3 separate regions of the Mus musculus genome follow, and regions 2 and 3 are each linked to region 1. A link is a contact called in public Hi-C and Micro-C data. All regions are on one chromosome and are shown on one strand. Each heading gives the region's core, a stretch centred on a gene start, on an enhancer-like site or on the middle of the called end of the contact. The rest is flanking DNA. Distances are from core to core; before and after follow the strand shown. Region 1 has its middle 210 kb from the start of Nova1. Region 2 holds the start of Nova1 (NOVA alternative splicing regulator 1). Region 3 has its middle 210 kb from the start of Gm40416.

Evidence for each region. Hi-C and Micro-C count contacts between places; a contact is called where the count stands out from the background.
Region 2: a contact with region 1 is called in a Micro-C map of the G1E-ER4 cell line, with 5 times the contacts expected there. The contact joins the promoter of Nova1 here to the enhancer-like site in region 1. A contact is called at or near these places in 1 of 15 datasets of contacts at CTCF or cohesin (the G1E-ER4 cell line), 3 of 484 Hi-C or Micro-C datasets (all in the G1E-ER4 cell line), 2 of 115 datasets of contacts at active chromatin or transcription factors (the SCID.adh cell line and embryonic midbrain) and 2 of 9 other capture datasets (adipose tissue and pancreatic islet).
Region 3: a contact with region 1 is called in a Hi-C map of the G1E-ER4 cell line, with 2.4 times the contacts expected there. The contact joins two enhancer-like sites. A contact is called at or near these places in 1 of 15 datasets of contacts at CTCF or cohesin (the G1E-ER4 cell line) and 2 of 484 Hi-C or Micro-C datasets (both in the G1E-ER4 cell line).

What each region holds. Positions count from the first base shown.
Region 1 is chr12:46,606,679-46,611,720 of GRCm38.p6, forward strand. No RefSeq gene overlaps it. Among named protein-coding and RNA genes, the nearest start is that of Nova1, 210 kb to the right of the region's middle. Within about 2 kb of position 3,108, at least 10 of the 459 cell types and tissues checked have an H3K27ac peak or open chromatin away from gene starts, as enhancers often do. A contact at or near this core is called in the G1E-ER4 cell line, where this site is marked.
Region 2 is chr12:46,816,116-46,821,157 of GRCm38.p6, forward strand. It overlaps Nova1 (NOVA alternative splicing regulator 1), which reads right to left and starts at 2,652. Exons shown (of 5, transcript NM_021361.2): 1 at 2,501-2,652; 2 at 771-914. The coding sequence starts at 2,636.
Region 3 is chr12:46,416,003-46,421,044 of GRCm38.p6, forward strand. No RefSeq gene overlaps it. Among named protein-coding and RNA genes, the nearest start is that of Gm40416, 210 kb to the left of the region's middle. Within about 2 kb of position 3,184, at least 6 of the 459 cell types and tissues checked have an H3K27ac peak or open chromatin away from gene starts, as enhancers often do. A contact at or near this core is called in the G1E-ER4 cell line, where this site is marked.

The DNA.
Region 1 (5,042 bases), core at 1,858-4,357:
GAAATTCCAGCCTGAGTGTGACCAGCAATCTAAACTGGGCTGTTGGGGATTGGTTCTAATGCATTGTCTTGATTTGACTCTCAAAAATCACAGGGGAATCTATGTGTCCAGACACTGTCCTCAATTGGTTTTTTTATTGATCAATAAAAAGCCAGCAGCTAATGGCTGAGCAGGGGGATAAAGGCAGGGCTTTGGGATTCCCTGGACAAGGACAAGGATTGAATGGAGAAGAAAAAGGTCTGCCATGAGATGGGCAGAAAATGGACCAAGCCATGAAGGAAAGCAGAAAGATCAGACTTAGAGACCCACCATCACGTAAGAATCTGGAAAAGTGGCCCCAGGGGCCACTTCCCAAATTGGGTCTAGAGTAGCAGAGATAAAATATAGATTTAGCAAGTATTAATTGATAACTATCAGAGGAGAGTGTGTGCTAGCCAAGGGAAGTTTGGAAGTGCTCAGCCATTCATAAATCCAGAGCTTTTGTGCAGGTCCAGAGCGAGCAGGACCAACTGGAAGCACAGAGCAAACAACTATCCCTTTCCCCTTAAAATAAAAATAGCGGGGGGTGGGGGGGTGGGGGTGGAGAGAAGAGGTGGGGAAGGGAGGAACTAGGAGCAAAGAGGCCATAAGCAAGCCAGTAAATGAGACCAGGAGAACACTGTAGTCAAAATGCTGGGTTATACGGGGAAGAAACTTTGGGGGCAAGGGGTCCAATGTAACCCCTCGGCTAGAGAGTTTAGGGTAGGGGACTGGGTTTCTAGGAGGAAGATACTTTAATAGGTATGAATTGAAGAAGACTGGGTCCAGAGTCAGCTTTCATACGTTAAATAAGCGTCTCAGCCATTTGTCCTGAGACCTGAAAAAAAAAAAAAAAAAAAAAAAAAACACAACCAAAAACCAAAAACCAAACAAAAAATTAAAAGCCCTAGCTTTTTAATGTTGAAATATTCTTGCAACACACGTGAAACATCTACACTAGATAAAACAGCCTGGGTGGTTGAGGTTAGAACCCCGAACTTGCTATAGAACTGTGAAATGGATTTCCCAAGTATGGGTTGTAAATCCTGGGAATTTAATTCAAGGAGGCTTCCAGACACCTATGAAGGTGCGGGCTTTTCCACCTATGCATAAGTTTCTGTAATGATGATTCTGAAACTGAATTATTTATGAATAATTGCCTAGGCAAAAGCTTGGAGTCTCCCCACAGCCCCAAGCCCACCCGCCTACCCCACCCACACCACCCATGTGCTAAGCTAGTAACTAACTCTATTATCTCCTTTATTCTGTTCTAAGTCCCGCCTCGTGGTGGTTACAGAGAGACCTTATTCCTCAGAGTTCAGAACGAATCTCCTCCTGTACCTGACTCTATCTCGGAGTTCCCCCCTCCTTACAGAACTCCCACCTCCTATTTCCTGCCTCAGCTCATTGGCCAGTCAGCTTTTTATTGAAAGGTGATGTTTCCATACACAAGAGATTCTCTCTACCCACCTACAAGATGACAGGTTGAAAGGTAGGCAGCGTGAAGGAAGGCTGAGGCAGCTCAGCCTGGCAGTCTGGCTTCTTGGGGAAGGCAGTAGAACACACTCAGGTGTATTATGCTTCCCGTGCCTATCCCTGTCCTGCCCATTATGCATGGCAAAGTCACTAAAGTGGATATCTGGAGGGAACTTGCCTTCAGGAAAGCTCTTTAAAGTTCTGCTGAGCCCTTACCTCTGACACACCTGGATAAGAAAGGTGTGTCAGGGGCCTGCGTATTCACGCACCACTTACACCACGTCGTCCACCAACGAAGCTACTTCCTGTAGCGTGGAGTTGTCCATGGAAACTGAAAGATTTGCCTGTTAAGTTTGCTCACCACGTTGCAAGTGTATTTCTGGCCTTCCCCTTATCACAGTGTGATGTCCATTTGCACACCATGGTTTTTTTCTAGCGACTGAAAAGTGATGGAAGCAGCTTGGCAGCCAGCATGGCAGTGCAATCATTTATTTCTCACAGCGCTCGGTCCTGGGCCTTCCCATTGAGCACAAGGCCTTTGAAGTGCATGGTGCATGTAATTTAGCTGACAGTGGATTGCACTAGAGTCCATCTAAATCAAGTCCAAGTCTGAACAGACATCAAAATACCCCCACCCCATAATTGGCAGCTGGTATTTTTCTTCTGTGCTAGTTTTTTTAAAGGACATTTTCTTGGCTACACATTTTATCAATTTTTTATGTTGTAATGAAATTTTTTTCTATGATTTTGGCAGTATTTTGGTTTTTTGGGGTTTTTTTTGGTTTGGTTTTTTTTTTTTTTTCTTTTTGCCTCACCATTTTCACATGCTCTTAGCTGCTGCCAAATATTGCCTCAGTTTATGTTTACCCACCAAGAAAGCAAGGCAATACTTTGGACATTTTGGACATGTAAGACTCGCTATGGTTTTTGAGTCTTTCTATGTAATTTATGCAATTTTTTTAAAAAAAAATGGAGCTGACTGACCCAATATGCAGCTTTCAATAATTTCCTAAGTGAGAAACTCTCCTTTAAAGGAATCTGCAAGAGGGAAGTAGTAAAGGAAATTTTGAAGCAGAGTGGATGCTAATTTACAGTAGTTCCATATGGCAGGCATTCAAATATACCATAATAGCTCTGACTTTTCAGCTTCTCCATCTACCAGAACCCATGTTAGGACAATCTACCTATGTTACTATTTTTAATTCCAGATTAAAATCTAAGTAAACCTGGCCCAAGAAACACCTGGGGTGATTTAATAATAAAGTAGGACAGGGCCACTGCTAACAGTTGGCATCAGGGCATAAAAACACAGAGAATATAAAATGTAATAGCAATTGGAAAAAATGTAATACAATTCCGTGAAAATGCAATTAAATCAGGTTGGATAAATAGCTTCCAGGACATAATAGCAAGAAGAGAGAGTTCATTTCAATGAAGTGAAAATGGCAAAAACTGAATAAATAATTTAAAGCTGGAAATGAAAAAGTTCCGTGTGGAGTTTCGAAGACAATTGAGCTCATCTGACCTTGTGCAAGTCGGTTAACCTCTGGGGGCCTCAGTTTCCTTATTAGGAGAAAGGGGAGGGAGGAGGAAGGGTAAGACTACTGATCTCCAAGGTCTATTCAAGTTCTGAATTTCCCTCCTGGGCTTGGAGGGAATGAAAATGTAGGCCATCAACACATTAGTGGCTCTGGGAAAAGAAAATGCACATAGACAAACTGTGAATTTGGTTTCATAGGAAGCCCCGATTTTATCTGCCTTTGTTTTTCTTTTTAAAAATAAAAGATAAGAATAAATGTCTGCAGTAATTGAATTTCTGTTTCCATATTTTCCTGGCTAGTTTTCCCTTATCTGGGGTTACAGGACGAGGCTGACTGCATACAGATAAAGTGGTCCACGTGGAGAATGCCAGGCTCACTCGCCCCGCGCACAGCCGCCCTCCCCACTCCTCTGCCCATCTGCTCTCCCCTACCTAATCCTCCAGAGTAGACAGACTAGGTGGGTGCTAATCAGCAGCTAAGGAAAGGGCAGACCTGTGTTCTTGCAAACCGGATGAGTCATGCATCACGGGTCAATCAAGCAAGGCCTCCTGGAAGAGCTTCTTGGGGATTAACTCAGTTGGCTGTGAAGTCATGCTGAAAACCTCTCTCATGCAACAGACACCAGTCAGAAACCAGGGGGAGGGAAATGGTGTTTACCATGTTTATTCATAAAACCAGGAGGTCTTGATAGAAACAAATGTTTCTAATCTTTATTCTGTAGTGTTTTTTTTCTTTTTTAATAAGTAACTTACAAGGTATAAGCACCATTGTCATATGTATTTTCATATGCGTTTTGTTTGTAGACTTTTTCCTCTCCTACTCTTCCTTGTCCTCTTGCCCACCCCCAGATTGTCTCCTCTTTCTCTCTCCAGTGACCCCAGATCCATTTTGTATTCACATCACTTGTGTTCAATTACCTTTCTCCTCTGGCCCACTTCTTTCTTAAGATTGTTCTAGATTCACAACACACACACACACACACACACACACACACACACACTTATAAAAAATAAAACCTAGGATCCACATATGAGAGGAACTATGATATTTGTCTGTAAGAATTTCACTGCTAAATAAAATTCATCTGTATATCATCTTGATGTTGGTTTTTGTTTGTTTTTTGTCTGCAATACAATATACACAGACTGGTGACTGATTCTATGTGGTTCCTTGTCACTAGAAATGTATTTCCTGTCTTCCTCTATTCTAAAGTAGCTTATCAGTACATTCTAACACCAAGAGACACCCAAAAGTATCTCTTGTACTCCAACCATACTCTTCCTTACCTTTACTATAGAGAAGTGGTCCAGTTTCCCCTTGGAAGCCTGGAAGTCTGGAGCAACCATCCACACTAACACTGTAATCCCTTTGTTAGCCTGTTTACTAAAGGACACCAAGAACCCAAAATGTCCGTTAGGGAAGCCTTAGATTCAAATTCCAAGGAATGTTTTCTGTGTTTCTTGCCTGTAGCACTTTGTCCTTTGGAATCAAAAATATTTAGCCTGCAAAGCATAATGTCACGTTAGGGGGAAGCAAAATTTTTGTTGGTACTTCACTAGAGTTAATGGTGAGTAATGTGGTACTATTTCCATTTCTATCCTTGATTTCAGGAACTGTGGGTCCTGCTTTTGGGGAAAACTGCCATATACTAGAGGTTGACTCAGAGCATCTGCAGTCTGCCGGACATCTCTGCCCCAGCCTCTCCAAGCTACTGTCACCTATGTGAGTCTGTAAATGAGTCTTTTAAAGGCCATTCCACTGTTATATCTGTAAACCATAGTCTTTTATTCTGGTCAACTGATCTTAGGGTTCATCCCATAAGACCCAGGCTAATCGATGAGGATAGGAAATACTCATATTAGGAGTAAGAATCGTAGATAATTGACTAACTTCCTTGTTTAAGTTATCTGTGCCATGCAGACCTACTTAGGCCCAATCACATAGACACCACTTCCTTTTGATGATGGATTGCTGTTGTGCATGTTAAGCTTTATGACTTGGTTGGTC
Region 2 (5,042 bases), core at 1,402-3,901, 210 kb after region 1:
GAGGAGCCCAAAAGTAAAACAAAACAAAACAAAGCAAAACCAACAACAACAAAAAACAAACCAAACAAACAGAAAAATGAGAGGCCAAATCCACACAATCAATCAACCTAGGAAACCTGCGATGATCTAGCAGGTTACTGTCCCACACTGTAAAGTATTTCAATCAAATATGGCTCTGAACACAAATTCTAAAACACTAGTCCACATCTTGCATGTCGGCGTAGTAAATTTCTTATCCCAATTAGATTACTAAAGTATTTTAAATATCTGAAGAGACCGCACTTGTCCTCTTTACTTCATCCAAGGCCAACAAACAAAGCAACCAAGCAGAAAGAGGTACATAATGGATGCAGAAGTAAATGGTCCATTCTTTAAGAAACCACCCAGCCCCCTCCTCTGAATTCACACTAAACTAATTGTCATGACAATGATGTCTGCAAACTTCAGAGGAACCACATTTCCTTATGCCAACTGTCCAGGGTTCTAGCTCTAATTTTTAAGTTTTTGTGCTAGCAATTAGCATTCCAAAGCATGCAGAGAATTATCTCACCATTAGTCTAAATCACATACACAGTATATCAATTAATGGGAGGGAAAAACATGAACAACAATGGAAATACGCTTAAAGAAATTCCACAATGTATGCTAATGTAACACTCAGATCTTCATCATTTAAAAAAATTTTTTTTAAGACAACACACAGCACATGTAGATATTTGGTGTTTTTCCTTGGGAAATTAGTCAAACAATTTCTTTACCATTTCACCTACCTGGATAAAAATCTTTGGATTTAGACAGCTTGATAGTGGCTCCAGTTTCTTTTTGCAACTGAACAATTGTCTGTCCTCCCTTCCCAATTATAGATCCAGCAGCATAACTAGGTATGAGAACCTTTAGAAAGTACTGGCCGTCTTCTGAAAAATGTAAAGAAATACATTTGATTAACATGATCATTTTAAACTTTGAATCCCCAACCCACCCTCCAGAGAGAAAACATCAACTAAACCAATGGACGTAGAATTGCAGAAAACAGCACTTTAAAATGCTTAAGGAATGAAAACCACCAATTACACTGAAAAACAAGCATTTACAAAATCTTCCCCAGTTTTCGGGATTCACACGTTCTAACAATTTGCAGTACGATAGAGACTGGGGAGTAAATTCCAGTTGTTACTCCAAACATGAAAGTCTTCCAATTCTGTGGTTACCATGGCAAAATGAAAGAAACTGACCCTTTAACAAAACTTCAGAGATTTAGAACATGACAAACCTTCACTTAACATACTGAAGATGAAAAAAAATCCAACACTGTAAGTAGTGATCCGCTAAATTTGTCTGTCATAGCAAACATAAAAGACTGCAATTAATCACTGGCTATATCCGACTTTAAGTATACAAAACAACCATCTTCCTGCAAAATAGTCCACCCAAACTGTAGGGAGTATTCCAAGCCGTGAGAAACTGCCAAGGGGAAAAAAAGCGTCAATGTGGTGGACTGAGAATCTAAGTAATCCCGATGTATTTCCGCGGCACTTCTAAGTCTACTATGATCTCGGCTAAGCTCATTAATTAAAAGACCTTAAGAAGAATCTTGCCAATACTAAAAAGCTTACGAGTTATTTATTCTAAATACACTCCAAAGTCACCAAATAGATAACGCTCCATCTCCAAAAGAACCATAAAACGGAGACGGGGGCGGGGGGAGGTTCGATGAGCCGTGAAAAAAAAAAAAGAAAAATGAAATGTTTCAGAAAATAAAGCCAACTCCATAAACTTTAGTTTCCGTCAACCTGATCACGTCTTAAATAGGAAACTTCGCGGTAAATCCAGCTCTTTACTGGGAACGAGTATTCCGAATTTTTTGCGATGTGCCACTCACAAGACCCCCATCCATTTCTAATGTATATGCTGGAGATAAATTCACCTCTGCTTCGATGCATTGGATGCATTGTTAAGATGACTCCAGTGCAAATGAAGAAGCGATAGCGGTCCCGTTATAACTCATCTTCCGAGGAAGCGCAGGATGTTAACTAACAAGTCACCGTACCAGACACCCCCCTCGTATGCATACCCTTGAAGACAAATCAATGCGATATTTGTACCGACCATGTAAGTGCGCTCAGGGCATGCACTCATCAAGATTTTGCATACTACTTGTGGCCCAGAGCAAGGGGATGAACAGAGGCAAAAGTCTCCGGTGCCCCCAGCATCTGCAAGCCGCTACCCAAGTGCCATTTATTTATTTATTTGATCAGACTGTTAAATGCAGCGCGCATCTTCAGGCGGCCATCACCTCTCGCGGGGGGCGGCCCTGGGAGCGGACCCTGTCGCCGGGGCCAGCACCGGCTGGGGCGAGCGGGTCGGCTCAGAACCCCGGGTCGCCATCTTGATGAGACGGGGCCGGGGCAGGTGCAGGGGAGGGGGCGCGGGACGGCCGGCGGCAGCGGCCACGGCGCGGGAGGGCGGCGGGGACGGGGCGGGAGGCGGAAGCGATACCCACCGCCCGTGTTGGTCCTCTTGGTGCTGCCGGCTTCAGGGGGCGCTTCAAGCGGCCTTTTCCGCGAGTCCGGCGGGTCCAGATCTATGGGAACCCCCGTATGGGTCCCGTTCTGCTGAATGGGAGCTGCCGCCATCATGCTTGCAGTTCCTGCCGCTGCACCGGGAGAAGCGGCTCCCTTTTGTTTTGGCTTTTTTTTTTTTTTTTCTCGTTTGGGGTTGCTAAGGTTTTTTTTTTTTTTTTCTTTTTTTTTTTTTTTTTTTCTTTAATCGGATCAATAGCAGTCTGAGGCGGCGAGCAGTGTGGCTGATGTGCTCACTGGGGAGGGGGCAGGGCGCGGAGCAGCTGCAGTGCAGTGTCGGCTAGGAGCGGGAATGGAGGGGGTGTGGGAGCCGGAGGGTGAAGAAGGAGAAGAAAGCGGCGGGCAGAGCGGGAGTGAATGAGCGGAGGAGGCGCGGGCGGCCGGGAGGAGGGCGAGTGAATGAGCGGGAGGAGGAGCGGCCGCGGGCGGCCGGAGCGGCGGACCCGGCTAACGCGGCGCTCGCTCCCGCTGCTGCCGCCGCCGCCGCTGCCTGGGCGCGTGTGCCGCCTGCGCTGCTCCGCGCCGCTGCCGCCCGCCCGCGCTCATCGTGTCTCCCGCGCGTGGGGGGCGGCGGGCGGGGGCCGCGAGGGGCCGCGACTCCCACACGCGCCGCGCGGGGCCGGCCTCCGCGCCGGAGTCTCCGCCTGCGGGGCGGCGGGCGCGCGCGGGCTTGGCGGGGGCGCGCGGGCTTGGCGGGGGCGCGGAGCGGGCCGGGGCGCTCCCGCGGGGAGGCGGGGTGAAAGGTCGCGGGGCCCAGGCAACGCCGCTCAGGCAAACGTCAGCGGCTTGCCGCGGAAACCCAGGGGTCCACAAAACGCGCTAGGCGGGGAGGCGGAGCCGTGCGGGGAGTGACGGCAGCAGCAGCCAATGACAGCCGAGCGAGGGAGCCGGGCGGGATCCTGGTCCAGCTGGGACTTGGTGGTGACAGTTTGGGCTAGTCCGGGAAGGGCGTCTGAGTGACCGCGGGGAGGGGTGGACGGCTCAGGCAGGAGACCAGAAACCCAGCTGGGACCCGGAGAGTTCGGCAAAAGGCATTCATTAGCATCTCTGGGAGGCGGTTTTCTAAAGGAGATGTCATCAGAGGATTTCTTTCTCGCACCGTGTGACACTGTCGGGGACTTACTGTGTCTTGGCGCCTTATGTGCTTTCGGGAGCAAGCCAGGATATAAATAAATAAAGCGATATGTGGTCTCCACAGGGACCCGGGAGGCAAACTGAAGAGGCAACAGCTGAGGGTGTACGCAGCTTCACACACTGCACGAAACACAGATGAAGGCATCTGGGCACCCACGACTTACATAGCTTCGGGCGGTTTCAGGATCCTGATCCTCAGCCCTTCCACACTGGAGGGGGCGGGAGGGGGATGCGGGAAGTGTGGCTAAGCTAGCATTATAAAAGACCCTAGAGGTTATCTAGTCCAGTCCTTCTGTAGATAAGGAAAGTGACTCAGGGTATTTTGTTCAAGGTCATGCATCAAGTTAGTATTTTAAGTCCTGATGCTAGGAATCCGGGTTAGTGGAAAAGCCAAAGTCTGAAAAACTGATTTCAAACCCAATCAAGCTGTTCTGACAGTGTGTCATGGAAAAAGCCCTTATGTCAGTCATTAAATGTTTACCACTTTACATACTATCCATTGCATTCGGTACAGTCTATAGTAGTACTGTCCCATCTTGCGACGCTGTATCATTTTGAAGAGACTATTTATCCAAACTCACCTAAAAATAATAACCAGTAAACTACTAATTCAATCCCCGAATCTTTCAGACTGGGCACTATGTCATTCTGAACGCCGACTGCAGAAATTTAGAGACAGGTTCTTTTCTGCTTAAAACAAGGATTGCAACTTGTTGGACTCTCTAGACTCACGCGATCCATAGACGTCATATTTACGGTAAATGTTCTTAGACATACAAAGGCGGGCACGTATTCACCAGGTTTCTAGAATGAAAACGTTCTTTATACTCCCTACCGGAGAACATCACTTAAAAGATGGCTAAGCTAACAATAAAGGGACTCCAGTGTGATTATGTGGGCTTCTAACAAAGAATGTGCTGCATCTGGTTCAAAGAGAGGGAGAAAAATCGATCAGATAGATTGAAAGAAGGAATGGAAAAGAATCTAAACCTTTTCCTGACTCCCTGTCTAGGAAGCATGGGGATTTTGGTTGCTTTCTGCAGCGGTGAACGGCGGATGACTATTAAGGAGGAAGACAACAATGATTAGGGTTAGGCTCAGGGTTCTTCCCAAGTGTGAAAGACTCATTTGTCTCAACTGAAAAATAGCTAAATAAAGGTGGGCTGAAGGCTGAAAGAGAAAGCAGGTAAGTTAACATACGTTAATAATAGTTTATACCCAAACTCCCAAATTCTGATTTGATATGTAACGTAGAAAGAAACCATAATATGCTTCCATGACCAAATTAGAGGATTTATACACAAACCTGGATAAAATTATGGAGCTAAA
Region 3 (5,042 bases), core at 1,934-4,433, 190 kb before region 1:
ACCACATATGATGAACTGTATTAAAAGGTCGCAGCATTAGGAAGGTTAAGTACTATTAACAAAATGGTCTAAAACTCAGTTATATCTGTCCCCAGACATAGTCTGAAGCTCCCCAGTATCTTCAAAATAAAGCCTCAAACACACAAGAATTTAAAACTCTCTCTCTCTGTCTCTCTGTCTCTCTCCCTCCCTCCCTCCCTCCCTCCCTCCCTCCCTCCCTCCCTCCCTTCCTCCCTCCCTCCCTCTCTCCCTCCCTCTCTCTCTTTTTCTAACACACACAAGCATGCATCTGCACATGGTGTGTGTGTGTGTGTGTGTGTGTGTGTGTGTGTGTGTGTGTGTGTGTGTGTAACAAATGAATTTGTGGGGCTGCTACTTGCAATGCATGGAATAAGGAATTGCTTAAATCACTTGCATCACCACAGTTCCCCCTCATGGAAGCTGCACCATGGTGCACTCCAGCAGCAGGATTCTCCTTGTGTTGCTTAAGATGACTTCCCACCCCTCCTCTCCTTTAAAGTCTTTGTTGCCTTCCCTCAGGAGTCATTTCTGTACTGTGCATCTGCAGGGAGCCTCTTTCTTGTCCTGCTCATGTATCTATAGCCTCCACAGCATTTTAATGTTCAAATGTCATGAGACTCTATTTCTTCCATGTGGTTTCAAGCATAAAATCTGCTGTGGAGTAGCCACTTAAGAATGTTAAAGGAAGAAGACTTGATTGTACATCACCTTGTTCCTCGTGTCAAAAATACCTTTATAAAATCCACTTCAGTGCTTTGACTGTAAAAATCTGGGAACTGGATCATTTATTCATTCAAGTTTGGTGCTGTAAACTGTATGTCAAACTAGGACAGTTCCAGAAAGGTCAGAAGGCACCTACAAATGGCCCCTGCAGACACTGATCACTTGCCCATCTGAGATAGACGTCTACTTGAAGGCAGAGCCATTGCCAGTGAGAGCTCAAAACATAAATTCAGACAGAGTTTACATGCGCTCAGAATTTCTCCTAATGACTATTAATAACAGCAGAGAAACAGAAGTGGAATTGTCATAGTTACACATAAAATAACAATTTTAATTGGTAAAATTAAACTTCTAAAAGCCAAAGCAATATCAAGGTGGCTGAACTACTTTTGGAGCCAAAGAGACTTGGATAATAGAAGCCACGTCTGATGTATTTTAAGGTCTTCTGTTACCATATGTGCTCCACTCACAGTGACAGATGGGTATTGATTTTTTTTTCTCAACTGCACAAAAGCTAGCTGAAGCATATGCAAAACTCTTAATGGCATTAAAGTTTTGCCAATTAAAAACATGCTCAAGCATTTGATACAGTACTTGATACCATCTTTCACAAGCTCTATTCTGAATTTTAAATAATAATTTTATCACATTATTTGTCAAGTTAGTGAGATTAAAACAATTATCACATGGGTCATATTTTGAGCCATTTTATCATTTTGGCACCTGTCAAATATAATGATGAAAAAGAGGTAGAGTTATTAAACCATTTTTGACAAATTATTAAGTTATAAATAGCATACATGAAAATAGATCAGGTTTTGGGCTTTTATTGTATCTCAGAAATTAGTAACAAGAAGATTGAGAGAGGGGTAGTGAATTTAAGCCATTAGTTAGCAAAGGTAACCAGTTACCCTTCTGCCAGATGGTCATAAATTTAATCTCATTCTCTTACTTTGTTTTAAGTTAAGATTGATGGAACTATTTTTAAAATGGGAGCTTTTGTTTGATTGATTGATTATTTTGTTTTAGTAACTTAAGGAAGGGTTATTCTGACCCACAGTTCAAAGGTAAATTCCTTGGTGATAGGCAAGGCAAAGGAGTAGGAACTGGAAGCAACTGCAGTCAGGAAGTGAAAACGATTTATCACACTGGGGTTTTCCATAGTGCCAGAGTGCTTCATATGTTTCTTCTATTTTATGTCAGCATCACAGGAGACTCTCAACTTGTTCCCAGGTCCTTCACCTGACTCTCTCTCTCTCTCTCTCTCTCTCTCTCTGTCTGTCTCTTCTGTCTCTCTCACTCTCTCTCTCTCTCACTCACTCTCTCTGTCTGTCTCTCTCTTTCTCTGTCTCTCTCTCTCTCTGTCTCTGTCTCTCTCTAGATGCTGAAATCTTAGGGAGGCCTTTTCTTTCCTTTGTCATAATTCTGCATATCTTTATACATGTATTCAAGTAAATGGATCTTAGCAACTGTAGACAATTAATGTGGTATTTGCATATTTAAGAATTTTTTCTAATTTTCTCATTACCTGAATTTATAAACTTCCCTTTATTAAGGTTATTACTACCTTTAAAAAGTATTACCTCAAATCCAGATTAAGAGGGAGAAAAACAAGAGATAAACAGATTGATCGGGTGGGGGGGAAGCTCCAGAATGAACTAACACCTGATTAGTTTTAAATTCCTCTAGACTCCATCAGGTATATTTATAAAAGTGAAATTAAATTTAATTTATTTTAATCATTGCCCGAAGTCTGAGCATACCATGTTCAAACCTGGGATTAGACAGTCTTCTGTTTCCCTTTCTAGTGCATTTTAATACGATAGCATCTGACAACAGTGTTGCTGTGCCTTCAAATGCAACAATCCATTCCTAGTTCTATGGGCAGTGCCTTTTCAATTCACAGGCAGGGATAGACTGATGTAGAATCCAAACGCCATGTAAATCCAACAAAAACAGCTCTGAGACGGGGCTCGGATAGAAAAAGACAGACCTTTTCTGCCTGAAAAACAGCACTCCTGTCTAGATAGTGTGATGCTAATATGAGAGCTATGAGTCTACTGTGGGAAATTTAGATTATGGGACAAAGATGTGGTGATGCTGAACATTTATGAGTGGTGGACAAGCAACTGCCCTCAAAATCTCAGTCTGTGACAGTGACTATAGCAGAGCAGCGGCAATACTTGTAAAGACAATAGAGTGAACAGGTTAAAAACAAGTGCTCTCCATCCTCGTACCAGTTTTGAGGCAATTGAGAACCTTCAGCTTGCTGTCTGTCCCATTGAATCACAGAGGGCAGTTCTCAGTGCACGACACTGAAGAGGTAAGCTAGCATTTTTATAGACATGGGGGGAAATTTTCATTCTGTTCTAGCCATGGAAATACCGCCAAAATCTGGAAGCACGCACTCTACAGGAATGAGGGAACAGTTGGCTTCTGCATCTGAAAGAGGCTCTGGCAGTGGTGCCGCATGGAGCTGGGTCTCATTTTGCAAAATAGAAGCCATTATCTTTAGCATATCAACCAGACAAAATTAAATTGTAATTATATGGAGACATCCAAAAGCAAGCTATTTTGTCTTCAGTTAAATTCAAAGAAGTATAATAGAGATTAACAATTTCAAAAGAAGTTTAGACAGGCAATGCATGTGGCTAGAAGAAACATGGAATTAAAAATTTAAAAATCACCACTCTGAATTCTGGTGATTAGTAAATAATATTTTAGAAACCCAAATAATATACTATATTGAATATCTTCAGATTTAGGTTATAGGAAAGAGATATGAAGTTTCTGCACATTTGCTGATTAAACAACTCACTTCTTTCAACATTCAAATTTTAGGTGCTTTTTCAAATATGAGGATAAAGATTCAATGCTCTTCAAAAGAACCCCCACGCACTTTATAAAATGGCTTATTTCCTAACATTGGTAAATTTCCCTATATTCTATACTTCTCTTTAACATGAGATCTATGCCTCTGCTGTGTCAGCAAACATGTTTTGTTGCTAGATAAAAGTCAGACTAGTTGGGGTTGGAACATGTGTTGGGAATAGATAAACATCCGATGAGTCAGGGCTGGAGAGATGGTTGAGTGGTTAAGAGCTGACTGCTCTTCCCGAGGATTTGGTTCCAATTTTTAGCACCCACATGGCAGCTCAAAACTGTCTTCCGTTCTAGTTCCTACATGCAGGCAAAGAATAATGCACATAATATAAAATTTTAAAAAAAATGAAAATTAATCTCTTTTTCATCTCCCCTCCCATGTGTTCATTTACATTAATAAATAAGCATCATGGTTCATTCTGTAAAAACAAAAAAACAAAAAACAAAAAAAAATTAGTCATTGTAGTGACTTTGAGATAGAAAGAGAGGGGGGGGGGTTCGAGACAGGGTTTCTCTGTGTATCCCTGGCTGTCCTGGAACTCTCTCTGATGACCAGGCTAGCCTCGAACCCAGAAATCCACCTGCATCTGCCTCCCAAGTGCTGGGATTAAAGACATGTGCCACCACTGCCCGGCGCAATATATATTTTAAAGGCCACAAAGAAAAGGTGAGAAAAGAAATGCCTCCCAGTATATTCTTAATAATTAAATCTTTCTCAGGGATATTATCAGAAGTTTCTGTTTTAAAAACATTTGATAAGAGTATGGTTAAAGAAACTTATAGCTTGTTAACTTTATCAACGTTGATTTAAATATTTGACCTGCCAGATGTGCAACTGAACTGAAAATGGGATTTTTGAAAAAAAAAATTTTTCCTCCTTCAGTTGTCTCTAATAAAGTGGTTATTCTGACCAACATAAAAGGGGAATCAGGAATTGTCTATTGTCCTTCAGCCCAACCCCTTGTCCTCCAAAGAGATCTAAGATGAGAAGCCCAGCTTGTTTGTGAGGAGAACTGGATTATAGCAGCAAGAGCTTTTCTAGAACTTCTTCTTCAAAATCCAGGTAATTAGGTGCAGCAACACACACACATGCACACGCACAAGCACACACATACACAAGCAGATTATATTGAAAAGATTGTGAAAAATTAAGTCACATAGCATAGTAGAATTCCCAGAATTTTATGTGTTATCTTATTCAGCCCCCAGCTAATGCAACCTTGATATCCACAAGAAGAACTGTGATCCCATGATCATTTCATATGTTATTTTAGTACAAATACCTTGAGTATAGAAATAGTTGAAACACTGTCTCAACATCCCAAACCTTGTCTCTTAGTACTATCATTCCATTCCGTCCGAGTGAACACTGTCTCTTAACACAATGTAGAGTCAACCGAAACAAAAGTCCCCAT